Regions from separate parts of the Sus scrofa genome. Here region 1 is linked to region 2. The links are chromatin contacts, called in public targeted proximity ligation maps. All regions are on one chromosome and are shown on one strand. The core of a region is the stretch at or near the end of the contact, and the rest is flanking DNA. Distances in the headings are between cores, read along the strand shown.

Region 1 (6,846 bases), core at 982-3,481, 78 kb before region 2:
ACCTGAGCTACCCGCATGTACCCTTGAACCTGGGCATTACCTGGAACTCCTCCATCTGGGCCAGTGTTGGGACTGGCTGTCTTGGGTGCAGTTGCCTCCCAGATAGACTGTTACAGTCAGAGAAGTGAGAATAAATGAGAGTCAAGAAAGAGCCTGGGGCCAGGGTGGGGGAGTAGCCTCCTTCACCAGCAGGTCTGGCGGGGGCAGAGGCTGAGCCAGTGAAATAGATTTGGAGCAGGGTGGGAGGAGGTCAAGGCCAGTCAGTTCAGGTTAAGAGACTGTGAAGAGGTCGAGCAGGTGGAGTTCCTATTGTGGCTCAGCAGGTTAAGTACCTGACCAGTATCCAAGAGGATGCAGGTTTGATTCCCTGGCCACGCTCAGTAGGTTAATGATCCCGTGTTGCCTGGAGCTGTGCCATAGGTCTCAGAAGAAGCTCGGATCTAGCATTGCTCTGGCTGTGGTGTAGGCCAGAATCTGCCGCTCAGATTCAACCCCTAGCCTGGGAACTACCATATGCCGCAGATTCAGCCCTAAAAAGAAAGGAAAAAAAAAAAGAAAGAAAAAAGATGTCAAGGAGTTCCCATCATGGCTCAGCGGAAAGGAATCTGACTAGTATGCTAGTATCCAGGAGGACTCAGGTTCGATCCCTGGCCTCACTCAGTGGGTTAAGGATCCAGCTTTGCCATGAGCTGTGGTGTAGGTCACAGGTGCGGCTCAGATCCTTGCGTTGCTGTGACTGTGGTGGCAGCGACAGCTCCAATTCGATCTCTAGCCTGGGTACTTCCATATGCTGCAGGGGTGGCCCTAAAAAGCCAAAATAAAATAAAATAAAAATAAAAGACCACTCCGGCGCCCATGGAGAGTGGGTGGGCCGAGGAGCACGGATGGACGTGGGGGCTGGGTGAGAGCCGAAGCAAGGGGTGGAGATGGAGTGAAGCTTTCTCAGAGATAGAATGCGCCATGTGTGGCGATGGACGGGCTGTGCAGGGGCCGCGCAGGGGAAGGAAGGGGTGCCTGGAGGACAACGGCTTGGGAGGAGGTGGTACCAGGCCCTGGGAGCAGACAGGCCAGGAGTGAGGATGCTGTGCTTTCTCCTGTCTCGTCGCTCTCCCTGTCGCTCATTAAGCTCCTGCCGCACCAGCCTCCTTTTGGTCCCTTAGACGCTCCAATCTCATTCCCACAGCGGGACCTTTTGACCCATTGTCCCTCCGGCAGGAACACTGTGCCCCAGCCCTTGGCCGGGCTGGGTCCGCCTCCTGGCCAGGTCTCCACCCAGATGCCGCCTCCTCGGAGAAGCTTTCCCTGACCACCCCCACCCTGCTGCCCTGTTGTGTTACTGCCTGCAACCTATTTGTTCACTCGTCCATCAGAGGCCCCCTCCCACCAGAAGGTAGGCTCCGTGGCAGGGGTGTCTTGGTCTCATATACGAGGTACTTTCCAGCGACTGCTGAGTCAGTCATTGCCAGACGGACCAATGCATTAAGATGACGTTGTTTGGAAGCCAGGCTAGGCTAGGGCTGCAGCTTTCAGAGCCATGGCATGGAGACGGCGATTTAAGCTCCAGGAGAGGCAGAGAACACCCAGGGCAAGAAGGCAGGGTAAGGAGTTCCTCTCATGGCTCAGTGGTAATGAACCCAAATAGCGTCCATGAGGACGCAGGTTCGATCCCTGGCCTTGCTTGGTAGGTTAAGGATCCGGCGTTGCTGTGAGCTATGATGTAGGTCACAGAGGTGGTTTGGGTCCCACATGGCTGTGGCTGTGGTGTAGGCTGACAGCTACAGCTCCAATTCGACACCTTTTCTGGGAATTCCCATATGCCACGAGGGTGGCCCTAAATAGGCAAAAAAAAAAAAAAAAATGCAGGGTAAGAGAAAGTCTTCAGACCATCCTGAGGCCCTGGGCATGCAAGCTTTGGGCAAGTTTACAGGAGGTGCTAGTACAGGACCCTCAGGGAGAGGGGAGACAGGGAGGAGGCAAAGCAAGACACCCCCACCCCACACAGCTGGGAGCTGGGGAGCCTGGATTCAACCCACGCTGGCTCCGGGTGGGGGGACAGCACCCCCCCCCCCCCGTGCCCCGACAAAGTCTACATCAATCATCTCAGTTTCCCTAGGTGGGTGTAATCCTTGCCCCTCTTCACTAGGAGGGAGAGGGTTAGGGACCCAGAGAGGGCGGACTCAGTATCATGCTGGAGCCCAGTTCTCAGCCTCGCCTCTCCACCTCACTGAGCTTCTTCTGCACCTGTCACGGAAGCCACCATGGGGACAGCTGTGAAGAGGAGGGAGAGGTCGGCAGAGGCATGAGCGGCCAGTAGCCGCTGAGAGAAGAACTGTAAAAGCAGGTTCAAGAATCCACTCCGGGTGGATCCTGACTCGCCAGTGCCGCCAGAGTAGACAGAAGCCACACTGGAGAGGATGGAGGGGTGAGGACGCGGGACAAGCACGCGTGGATAACTTTGGAGAAGTTTGGCTGCAAAGACGAGACAAGACACGGATTAGTAACTGGAGGAGCCTTGGGTGCAGAGGACGGCTATTTTAAGGTGGAAGAAACCCGAGCGTGTGAAGTTGGAGCCAGCAGAGAAGGAGTGGTTAAAGGAGCATTAAGGAAACTAAAGTGAAGGGGGTGGGGCGCAGAGGAATCAGAGGGGGTCCTTTCTCAGGGACCCGTGGAAAGCCCCTGCCTCCAGAGGTCTGGAGACAGAGCGGAGGGATTCTTGCCCCAGGACGCCCCCTTTCGGTGAGAAGTAGGAGATAAGGCATCTGAGCAGAGGGAGGGAGGGGCTAGGGGCGGGGCAGAGGTGAGAGTGGGGGCGGGGCAGAGGTGAGAGTGGGCGTGGTTTGCAGGAATTCGGCAAATGGGCGGGAGAGAGCTGCCCAAAGCAGAGAGGGTCCTGTGGGGTCTGGTGACCATTCTTGGGGCCATCCGTCCGCCCGGGGCGCGATGTTCTTTGGGGGCACCCAGCAGCCATCCAGGGCCGAGGTTCTACCAGGAGGGCTCCCCTGGAGGACTGAGGTCAGGCAAGGGGCGAGAGGGACTGGGGTCACCGGCTGCGGAGTCTGACCTGGAGAAGGAAGTGGGGGCGGGGAGGCGCCGACGGATGGGGAGGAAGTAGAGACCAGTGCAAATGCTGGAAAGCGCAGGGCGGAAGAACCGAAGGTGTGACCCTGAAGCCTCTGAAGGAGGGGCTTCGGGAGAGGAGCAGTTGGGCGCTGTGTCGAGGTTAACCGAGCAGCCGAGCAGCCGTGGGTGTGGGCAACTCGGCTGAAGCCTCAGCCCTGCCGGCAGGAGGCAGGCCTCGCAGAAGAGGCTGCAGCTTGAAAGCGAAGCTTCCAAGGAAGATGAGGGGTGTGTGTGTGTGTGTGTGTGTGTGTGTGTGTGTGTGTGTGTGTGTTGAGCATTCACACTTACAAAGGAGTAAACTGTAGAAAAAAAAAGCCCACCCTGGACTTCCTGTCGTGCCTCAGTGGAAATGAATCTGACTAGTATCCATGAGGATGCAGGTTCGATTTCTAGCCTCCCTCAGTGGGTTAAAGGCCCGGGGTTGCCTTATGTAGCAAGAAGCCTCCTGCACCCCCTCCCTCCACATCTCAGCCTGCAGGCCCCATCCCAGCACACCAAAACCTGAGGGTGGGGAGCACAGAAACTCCTTGCCACCCCCAGTTTCGAAATCCATCATTCCCTGGCTCCCAAGATAGCCCACTCCCGGCTTCCCTCCCACCTCCCTGGGCGACCCTCCTCTGCGGCCTTGCCAGCTCCTCTTGTGTCCTGCCTTTAAGTGGTGGCCCACTGAGCTTCCTCCCTTCTCATCCCAACCTGGTCCCTTCCCACAGCTCCATCTGTCTCTAGCCACACGAGGGCCCAAGTCTCTCTTCTGAGTCCCAGTCCCATACACTAATTGCCCACCTTGGATGTGCTTCAAACTTGACACACCAGAACCGGACCCATCAGCCACCCCTTCTGCCTGCGCACCCCCGCCCCCTGCCCCCAGCCTACAACAGCCACGGGTCAGTTTTCGGGACACCCACCCTCTGTTCTCCCAAGGACTGAAACGGGCTTAGATCTGGTGAGGAGATGACCCCCTCCGTTAGGCCCTGTGGTTTGGGCTGTCTGAGTAGAGTATGTGATGGAGGCCTAGAACATTCCAACCGCAGCACAGTACTTCAGGGTTAGCACCCAGTTACAGTTGCTCCCCGGGTTTGGCCTGAGACCTGGGAGATGACCCCCACCCCATTCCTGATAGATGTGAACCTGAGAGACCACAAAGCCAACATCCTGCCTCACATGGAGGCTGAGACTGACACACGCACACTTACCGTGCCAGGCTCTCTACACACGTGCGGCTCTCATGTCATCCTAACAAAAGAGGCCCTAGCTCAGCCCCACTTTTCCCCACTTGAGAGAGGAAGGATTTGAGCCACAGAGGGTTAAGCATCTTGCCCAGGTCACATGGCTAAGGAAGATGGTGGGCATTCAAACCCAGTCCTGTGATCCCAAGTCCTGCTCCAACCACTAGACCACCCTGCCAGAGGCCCACAGAGGCTGCAGACCAAGCCACAGGAGGCAGAGGGACCAGGCCTGTGCTCACTGCCAGACCTAAGTCACAGCGGGCCCGAGGCCAGAACTACCCCCTCAGCCTTGCAAATACACAGACGGATAAATTCCCCTCTGCTCAAGCCAAATATCTTTCAGGTTTCCTGTAAATTCAGACCAAAAAAGTCCTAACTGATAACACCACCCCTCCGTAGGTGCCAGGCACCGCCACCCCTAGCCACTCAGGCCAGGAGCTGGACTTTCATTCTCCCCGACCCCCTCCCCCTCATCTCTCACATCCAACTAGTGATCAAAGCCTGAATCCCAAGCATCACCGGGATCTGCCCCTTTGCTTTCCATCCTAGTTCAGGCCGCCATCATTTTTGCCAGTTTTGACCACAGCCCCCTTGCTGTGGCTCTACCTCCAGCCTCCTCCCAGCCACAGACCTACCCCCAGTTCCCTAAGATCCAGATCTTACCATGTCACTTCCCGGCTTAAACCCTCCAGACACCTCACTGCCCCCGGGGTAAATTCCACCCCCACGGCCACCCCTCTGGTCCCACGTGCTGTCACACCCTGCTCTACCCACCTGCTCCCAGGGCACCGTCAGCCCCTTGCCCCTCTGCACCTCTGCCCAGAAGGTTCTTCCTCCCCATCTTCCCCTCCTGAATGCCTCGGTACCACTTCCTCTACAAGCTGAGCCGGTCACTCTCTTGGCTCTGTCGACACTGGGCCCTTCTAATGGTCTTCGTTACCTTTATTATTCTTTTTTTTTTTTTTTTTTTTTTTTGCCACTCCACAGTATATGGAGTTCCCAGGCCAGGGATCAGATCCGAGCCATAGTTGTGATCTAAGCCACAGCAACGCTAGATCCTTAACCTACTGTGCCGGGCCGGGAATCGAACCCATGACCCAGCACTCCCAAGAAGCCACCAGTCCTGTTGCAACACAGTGGGAATTCCATCTTTGTCTGCTATATTAACTTTAGTTTTGGGAGCTCTTTACTGGACGGTGAGCTCCTTGAGATCAGGGTCCCTGTCTCATTCTTCTCAATCCCAACCCCAGAGCCTGCATGGCACAGAGCAGTCTCTCAATAAACACTCATGGAGGGAATTCCCACTGTGGCTCAGTGGGTTAAAAACCCAGCTAGTACCCATGAAGATGCGGGTTCGATTTCTGGCCTTGTTCAGTGGGTTAAGAATCCAGTGTTGCCACGAGCTGCAGTGCTGCAGATGTGGTTGGAATCTGGTGTTGCTGTGCTGTGGCTGTGGCTGTGGCAGGCAGCTGCAGCTCCCATTTGACTCCTAGCCAGGGAACTTCCATATACGGCAGGTACAGCTCAAAAAAAAAAAAAAAAAAAAAAAAAAAGAAAGAAAGAAAGAAAGAAAGGAAAAGAAAAGAAAAAAGGAAAAAAAGGAATAAATGAAGTGTTCCCAGGAAAAGGGTGGGTGGTTCTACCTTTCTTCACTGGGGATGGCCAGCCAGGTTCAGAGAAAAAAATAATGTCATATAATTACAGTGTAGAAAGCCTTTTATCTATAGACAAGCACATAATATATTTCATCCTCATGATATTGTTGCCTCATGACATTTTACAGATGAAGAGACAGGCTCAGGAAGGCTTACAATATAGAATTTAGTGCGCATACTACAAAATCCATTATCAAGGCACAAGCTCCCCCACCAGGCTATGTGTTTCAGAGGCTAATACATCAGCGGAATGAAGAGATGTTCTTGCGCACACTGGCCACAGGGGGGCAGTCGAGTGTCGGCGTGAGAGTCGCTACCCACCCTTGGAATGATTTGGATCTGGGTGTGGAAGAGGAACAGCCAGCACTGAGGAGAGACCAGGGGAGAGGGGCCGTGGCCGGAGTTGCTATTTCAGGATCTGCCAGAAACAGTCCAAACTGGAGTGGGTCCCGGGATTACCACTAATCCCAAGAGTCAAGAGCTGGAGACATAGACTGTATACCCAAACTAGCATTACCAGCATATTTAATAACAAGCCACAGGAAGTGATGGGGCAATGGCAGGGCATTGCTGGAGCACCCAAGACCTCCAAATGGGGGACAGTACCCACGGCCCTCAGCAGGGACAAGTCACTGGTCTGTCAGACCACAGCTACCCTGCACCATAGATGGGGACAGGGGCTGTGCTTGTGTCCTCAGAGGTCCAGCAGACAGGGGGCCTGGTCAACATCTACTATACTGAGCATCCTGGAGGGTGTGTCCTCTTCCGTACCCAGGACACACAGCAGTTGCCCCGGGGACCACTCATTCCGGGAGCGCTGACCTCCCAGACCCACTCCATGAGCA
Region 2 (6,911 bases), core at 1,747-4,246:
TGTGTCGTGCTGCCCCCACCCCAGCACCTCACCCTTTTGGACCCGTCTAGGGGCTGGGGTAACGGTGACTCACCGCTGCTGTTCAGGACTCTGGCTGAGACTCTTCCAGCGGAATCCGGAGCCCTGGGTGGGAAGGAGAATCAGGAAGGAGCAGGTGAGAGGGAGCCGTCTTGAAGCAGATGCTGAGAGCCCGCCTTTGGGGAGCTCCTCGCCTGGGCTCTGGCCTCAGACCCAGCATCCCAGTCCCTGTTGCCCGTCTACCCGGCCCCAGCTCCACATCTGCTCTCCTGCTGGTGTAGCTACCTGCAGAGTGCCACTGTCAGTATCCCCATAACTTTCTCCCCAAGCTTTACCCACCCCCATAACCAGGACTGTGGAGACACAACAGCCCTCATGGGTGCTGGGTGCATGAAGCCCTGTGCTGGTTCCCAGTCTGGTGTGTGGGGGGGTCATTAATCTAGATAGGAGAGACTCCACCCCCAGGGCGTGTATCTACAGGGGCTCAGGAGCCCTAGACCCTACCAGCTGAAGCAAGGGTTCGTCTCAGGTGTTATTCAGAGAGGGGCAGGAGGCCCCTGGGCTTGCCTGTCTAGATACTCCAGAGCCCCCAGGACCACATGGGTCTCTCCTCCTAATTTATCAGCTGCAGAGCGTGGCTTGGGAGAGCTGGGGTCAGAGGCCAGGTGTGGAGGGCTGGCTGACAGTTTCAGCCTGAGCATGGAAAGGCAGGGGACAGAGGGACCCCAAAGTACAGACCTTTTCAGGGACCAGCTCTGGATACAGCTGCAAGTGGCAGCTGTGTTTAGCTCCACCCGGGCCTTTCAATTTTGCCATATATTTTGTTGTTTTCTGGGACAAAAAAACCCCACTTAGATCTCAAACTTGTCCTTAAGTCTCACTATTCTCAAGGAGAGAGATTGGGAGTTTGGGTGTTTTTTGGTTTTTCTGCTTTGTTTTGTTTTTGGTGTGGGGGATGACAGAGCGGAAGGTCCCTACTTCTTTTGGGTCCCTGAAAAACTAGTCTCTCTCCCTAAATTATTATTCCTGGGAAAAAGTCCAGGCCCAGGTCCATCGTTGTTCTGTGTGCCCCAAACAGCCCAAGGCCTTCCTGGTCAGTGTCCTTGTTAAACCTCCCCTCAGGCTGCCCCAAGGAGGAAAGAGAAGGAAACCCTCTTTCTTGGGAACCAAAGATGGGCCTCAGGGGTGGGGACAATTCCCAAAGGGGCCAGGGGGGGAAGGACTGGGCAACATAGAGAGACCCCTTTGTTTTCCACCCGATTTTCATAAAATGCAAATTCTCAACAAGCTGCTCATTGTGTTGGGGGTGGGGGGAGCCAGGGGAAAGGGTGGGGGGAGCTGAGAGGGGAAAGGCCACCAGCCCCCTCTCCTGAACCCGGGTCTTGAGTTCTCCTTTCAGAGCGCTCGGGTCCCCCTCAGGCCAAAGGAAAGAGCCCGCCGGCGGGGGCCACTCAGAGGGCGGGCGCGGCCCGCATCCTTCCTGCCCCGCGGGCGCCCGGCTTCCCCTCCCACCGCGTCCGGTCGCGGCGGCTGACGTCCAGGGAGCGGTGGCCTCACGCCCCGCACTCAGACGCAGGGCAGGCCCCGAGCCCAGGAATCCGGGCGTCCCTTCGGAAGGGTGAGCTCTCGGAGTTGGCGGCGCCGCTCTCACTTCCCCGGAGAGAAGGCACGCGGCGCGTCCGCCGCCCTCCTCCCCACCCGGGGCCGGCGGACCCTCAACTTGTCTGGGCGAGAGGCGGGACCCCAGCCCGAGGCCTCCCCACTCCCACTGAAGAAGCCCAGACAAGGGGTCCTGGGGGCCTCGAGACACCGGACTTGGGGAGGTGGGGCTGGGGGTGCTGAAGGAGAAGGGGATCTGGGGAGGCGGCAGGAAGGAGAGGGGCGACCGGGGCGGCGGCGCGTTGGGAGTGGAGAGCCGCCCAGCTCGGGGGCGGCGGGGGGCCGGGGCCGCGGGTGGAGGAGCTTGCGCCTTCTGGGCAGAGGGCCGAGGGGACCCAGCAGGATCTGAACGTGTCGTGGGGGTCAGCGGGCTGGTGAGGAATGGAGAGGCACTCGGGGACCCTAGAAGTGCATAGGGATCGGCAGGCACGGATGGGGGCTGTTGCGGGTTACGCGGACCCTGAGGAAGGGACATCGGATGGCGCCGAGGGCTGGGGGGCCGTGGGAGTTGGGGGGTACGCACCTTTCGGCGGGGCAGGGTGCCCCCGGACACGGCGAGCGCGCGGTACAGCTCGGCCGGGTGATAGTCCTCCAGCGCCGCGTACAGCTCGTCCCCAGGGGTCCCAGGGCTGGCGGCTGCGGCAGGGGGGCCTGAGGCCGGGGTCGGGGTCGGAGCAGCGGGCGCAGCTTCCGAGTCGGGAGCCCGGGCAGCTGGGTCCGGGGCGGCCGTCGCCTCCTCTTTCTGCTGCAGCTTCCTGAGTCGGCGGAGGGTCATGGCTCCGGCGCCCGGTGCCCCTCGGTGTGCGCGGTGGGGCTGGCGACGGCTCGGAGATGCCAGCTGGGAGGGTGGTGGGTCGCCTCCCTTTATAGGTTCGGAGAGCCGGGCGGGCTGAGGGGCGGGGGAGGAGCGGCCTCGCGGGGCCACGCCCCCAGCGCGACCGGCTCCGCCCACCGAGGGGCCGCTGCCCGGGAGCCCCGCCCCCGCTCCGGAGGCCTGCCGATGCTGGGGAAACTCTTGGGGACCCGAGCGCTCAACAGGGGGAAGAGCTACCCGCGGAGGGGATAGGGGGCAGGGCATCTCCGTGATACCTGAGGAGTGGGGAGGGGCCTGCGAAGGGCCTTGTGCACCAGATTTGAAATTTTAGGGCTTTGGAGATCCGAGGAGTCTGGCGGTGGAGCGACATTAAGGAGTCCTTTTGAGGCGGTTTGGAGGCCCAGAGTAAGATTCTAGGAGATCCGGGGCTGCAGGAGACTTAAGGCAAAGAGAAGGAGGCAGGGTGAGGGGTAAAGGCCCTGACGTGACCGTGACCATGCAGACGCCGCAATGAGTGAAAGGGCCCAGGATTTCCCCTTTATGCATCGGTCCCAGAAGAGTTGAAAGCGGCTGCCTCCCCTTCCCAAGTCAAGGGGAAAGGGAAGAAGTGGAAACCCAGAAATTTGTAGACTTAATTCTGGCCTGTCCACTCAGAGGGTTAAGAGGGGGTCCCTCCTGGACAAACAGCTCTTGAGGTTGGAGCTCAGATCGCCTTTTCCCAGCAGAGAGATCTTTGCTGTGGGACCAACTCATGGCAGGGGATGTGACCGTGCTGAGCAGGTGCTCGGGGTTGGGGGATGGTGCTCAGCCATTCCCTGACCTTTCTAGAGGACCATACCAGCTCCCTGTGGGGTTGTGTTGCCAGTGGCTTCCAGGCCATGGGGTGTGTGTGTGGGGGGGGGGTAGGAATGGCCCAGCCGAAGTCTCTGTCGTCAGTGGTACCCAAATAAGAAATGAGAGGAGGAAGTGGAAGGCCAGACCTGGCGTCTGAAGAGTGGCCAGCCACCACAGAGCGTCAGCATCACAAGCTGGGGGCTCCACATCCTGAGGTTTGCCATTAAACGGAAGCCAGCAATGCACTGTCCTCATCTGTCCCCTCCTCCAGAGTTCCCAAAGCTGTGTTACTCCTTTATAGCTGACATTTATTGAGCATTTACCATGGGCTGTGCACACTCTTCTGCGTGTCTTTTGCACACGTTAATGAATGCATTCGGTCTTCATGACAACTCTTTGAAATAGGTACTGTTTTCATCCCTTGCACTAGAGGCAACTGAGGCTCCGAGAGGTAAAGGAATTTGCTCTAGGCCACTCTGAGGCAAAGCCGACTCAAACCTGAGCAGCCTGGTTGCAGAGCCTGCCATCTAACCACTATGCGATGCTGTCTTCTGCCCTTCTCCATCCTCTGCTGAAGCCCTGCTCCGGGCCAGGTGCGCAGTGGGTTAGAGAGGCTCTTGGGCAGGTAGGGAGTGGTACAGGGGCCTGTGCTGTGTTAGAGGCATGGCGTGCAGAGTGCAGAGGGGCTAGAGGCCCATCAACCTGGGGAGGCCAGGAAAGGCTTTCTGTCGCCTCTCTCTCTCAGTCCATGGGGTCTGTCTCTGTCTCCTTGGGCCCTGTCTGTCTCTTCCCCGCCCCCAGGCCCCTGGAGCCCCAGCCCCTACAGGAGGTGTGGGTGGGAGGGGGTGCTTCTCCACCCCGCAGTGATTACACAAGTCCAGATGGCAGGATGCTTGTTGGGTGGGGGGCAGGGGGCGGATTGGGGACTGCCAGGAGCCAAGTGCTGGCTCTCTTAGTGCCTTCCTCTCCCTCCTCCCACCTTCCCCCTTGGCACCGTCAAGTGGCCATCAGTGGAGGGGCAGAGGGGGTGTTGGTGGGGAAACACGGGACTCTATTGTGAAGCATTAGCACAGATGGACCCCTGGACCGTCTGCTGCCTGCTCCTGACAGACGGCGTCTGTGGTGGGGGTGGGGATGGGGAGGCGAGCAAAGGCAGGAGAGGCGATGGTTTCTATTTTCTTCACTCCCAGGCTTAACCGGGAAGGTTCCCTCAAAATGGCATCTTATGTCTCTTCCATACGGCCACCCCACCTATCCCGGGGGTTACCCAAGGGACACTTCTTTGCCTGAAACCTGGAGGTGTCATGAGTGTCACCGCACCTGTGTCTGCCAGCCCTGCTGAGACCTTCCTCCTTCAGGGTGACGTGGAGACGGAGACCTCCTCTCAGTAGCCAGGCCAGTCGGCCTCCCCACCTCCAAGTGAGAGAACAGCACCAGAAAGGGCACACATGGTTCCTCTTCCTGCCAGGCAGGGGTCCCTAGAGAACCCCAGAGTAAAGGCAGGCCCAGGAGATGCAACTTCCGTCAGGCTCATTGCGTGACTTCCTCAAATCCCAGAACTTCAGGGCCAGAAATGGCCTTGGGGTCCAGAAAGGATGCCAGGTGGCCCAAGCCCTCATCAACGAAGGAGGTGAACTGAGGCCAGCCAGGGAGGGGAAGATGGTGACAGATCAGGCACTAGAACCCACTAGAACCCAGCTGTCCTGACTCTGGAGACGACTTCTTTATTTTTGCTTTTTAGGGCCGCACCTAAGGAATATGGAGGTTCCCAGACTAGGGGTCGAGTTGGAGCTACAGCGACCGGCCTACACCACAGCCATGGCAACTCGGGATCTGAGTCACGTCTGTGACCCACACCGCAGTTCACAGCAATGCCAGATCCTTAACCCACTGAGCGAGACCAGGGATCAAACCCATAGCCTCATGGACACTATGACAGGTTCTTAGCCCACTGAGCCACAATGGGAACTCCCTGGAGACTATTTAATTCAGCTGCTGGTAGCTCTCCTGAGAGCGCAGAGATCTGTCTGTGCCTGCTTCCTCCTCCCCACCTCCTCAGTTTCTCCAGGAAGGTGATGGGGGAGCCCAGAATGCCACACTGTGGAGTGCTGGTGCCCTCTGGTGGCCATGAATCTCTTGGCAAATCTTCAAATCTGACTCTGAAGGGCTGGCTGGCTGGTAGGAAACTCCACCTGGAATCCCAGCCAGGTTTAAGGACCCCTCCTCTCCCACCCAGGAGGGTGTGCGTCCAGCTGAGACATCATGCTCCACCTCAGTCACCGAGTTTTGGAGTTTTCACACCTGTTAGGAAGTTGTGTTTTGGACCTAAGCCGGTGCTGCCCTGCTGCAGGTGAAACTCCTCCGGGAGAGGGAAGACAGCTGGCGGGCTTCCGCCTAGCAGGAACCTGCACGCGCCAGGCAGTACACGAGGCTCTTGAAGCTTTGCCTTTTCCAACCCTCCACGACTTCCTCCTGAGCCTGAGTCTCTTGCCTAGCATCTGCTCTCCTCATCCCATCTTCTGCTGCTCCTTAAGGCTGGGATGAGCGGGGGTAAGATGCTGCTGCGTGCTGCGTGCTGCGTGCTGCCCGCAGCCACAGACCTCCCCCTCTGTTCTTCTCCCTCCGGAAGCCTCCTTGCAAAAGCCCCATCACTCTGGCTCCTCAGACATCTGCACTCAATCTGTACCTTATTCCTGAGCAAGTCCCAGGCTTTCAGAATGAGCTCCCCAGGCTTGGCTTCCTTTGGCTCCAGCTGCCCTGGCTCCTAGCTCTCAGGGTAGGCAGGGCTTGGTCTGTGGTGGGGGCACAGACAGCGGGGGCTTGGCTAAGGGACAAGGCCTAGGTAAGACCCCTTTTCTTTTTTTGCTTTTTAGGGCCACACCTGTAGCATATGGAAGTTCCCAGGCTAGGGGTCATATCGGAGCTGTAGCTGCTGGCCTTGGTCACAGCCACAGCAATGCCAGCTCTGAGTTGGACCTGTGACCTACAACACAGCTTAGCACCAGATCCCCAACCAACCCACTGAGCAAGGCCAGGGATTGAACCCGCATCCTCATGGATACTAGTCGGATTCGTTTCCACTACGCCACAATCGGGACTCCAAGACCCCTTTTCTTTGTGACAAGCCCTTGCCCAGATATCCTAACAGTCAGTGGTCTCCTGAGTCCTGTCCTTGCCTACCTGTTCAACCTCTAGGCTTCCATCAGGAGGTCGAGGTGTTTGGGACAAGAGCTCCAGAAGCCCAGGCCCCTCTGGCGTCGAGTCCTTGTCTGAGCTCTAGCAGAACTGTTTCATCTGGGACCAGGGAGCTGACTGGCCTTGCTGGGGCTCCCCTGGGTACTGCCACTGCTTCTGAGTGGGAGGTGGGAAGGCGAGGGCCTGGGACTCAGCTGGCTCTCTGGGCAGGAATGAGGGGCTGGGCCCCACTTGTGAGTCGCTGAGGGAGGCCTGGCAGCTGGCGGGCAGCTGACGGGGCAGGGAGTGGTTGTCTCTCTTAATGGCTACTGTTGCCCAACAGTTTCCACAAGATAGTGTGTGTGTGGCCCAGGGGCCCAGGGGAGCCCAGCAGTGGATACCCATCACAGCC

The links.
Region 1: a contact with region 2 is called in a targeted proximity ligation map of skeletal muscle. A contact is called at or near these places in 16 of 47 Hi-C or Micro-C datasets (alveolar macrophages, blood, embryonic fibroblasts and 8 more) and 1 of 2 datasets of targeted methods (skeletal muscle).

The regions. Positions count from the first base shown.
Region 1 is chr5:17,430,831-17,437,676 of Sscrofa11.1, reverse strand. No RefSeq gene overlaps it. Among named protein-coding and RNA genes, the nearest start is that of ATG101, 16 kb to the right of the region's middle.
Region 2 is chr5:17,353,710-17,360,620 of Sscrofa11.1, reverse strand. It overlaps GRASP (general receptor for phosphoinositides 1-associated scaffold protein), which reads right to left and starts at 2,996. Exons shown (of 8, transcript XM_003126148.4): 1 at 2,201-2,996; 2 at 74-123. The coding sequence starts at 2,755.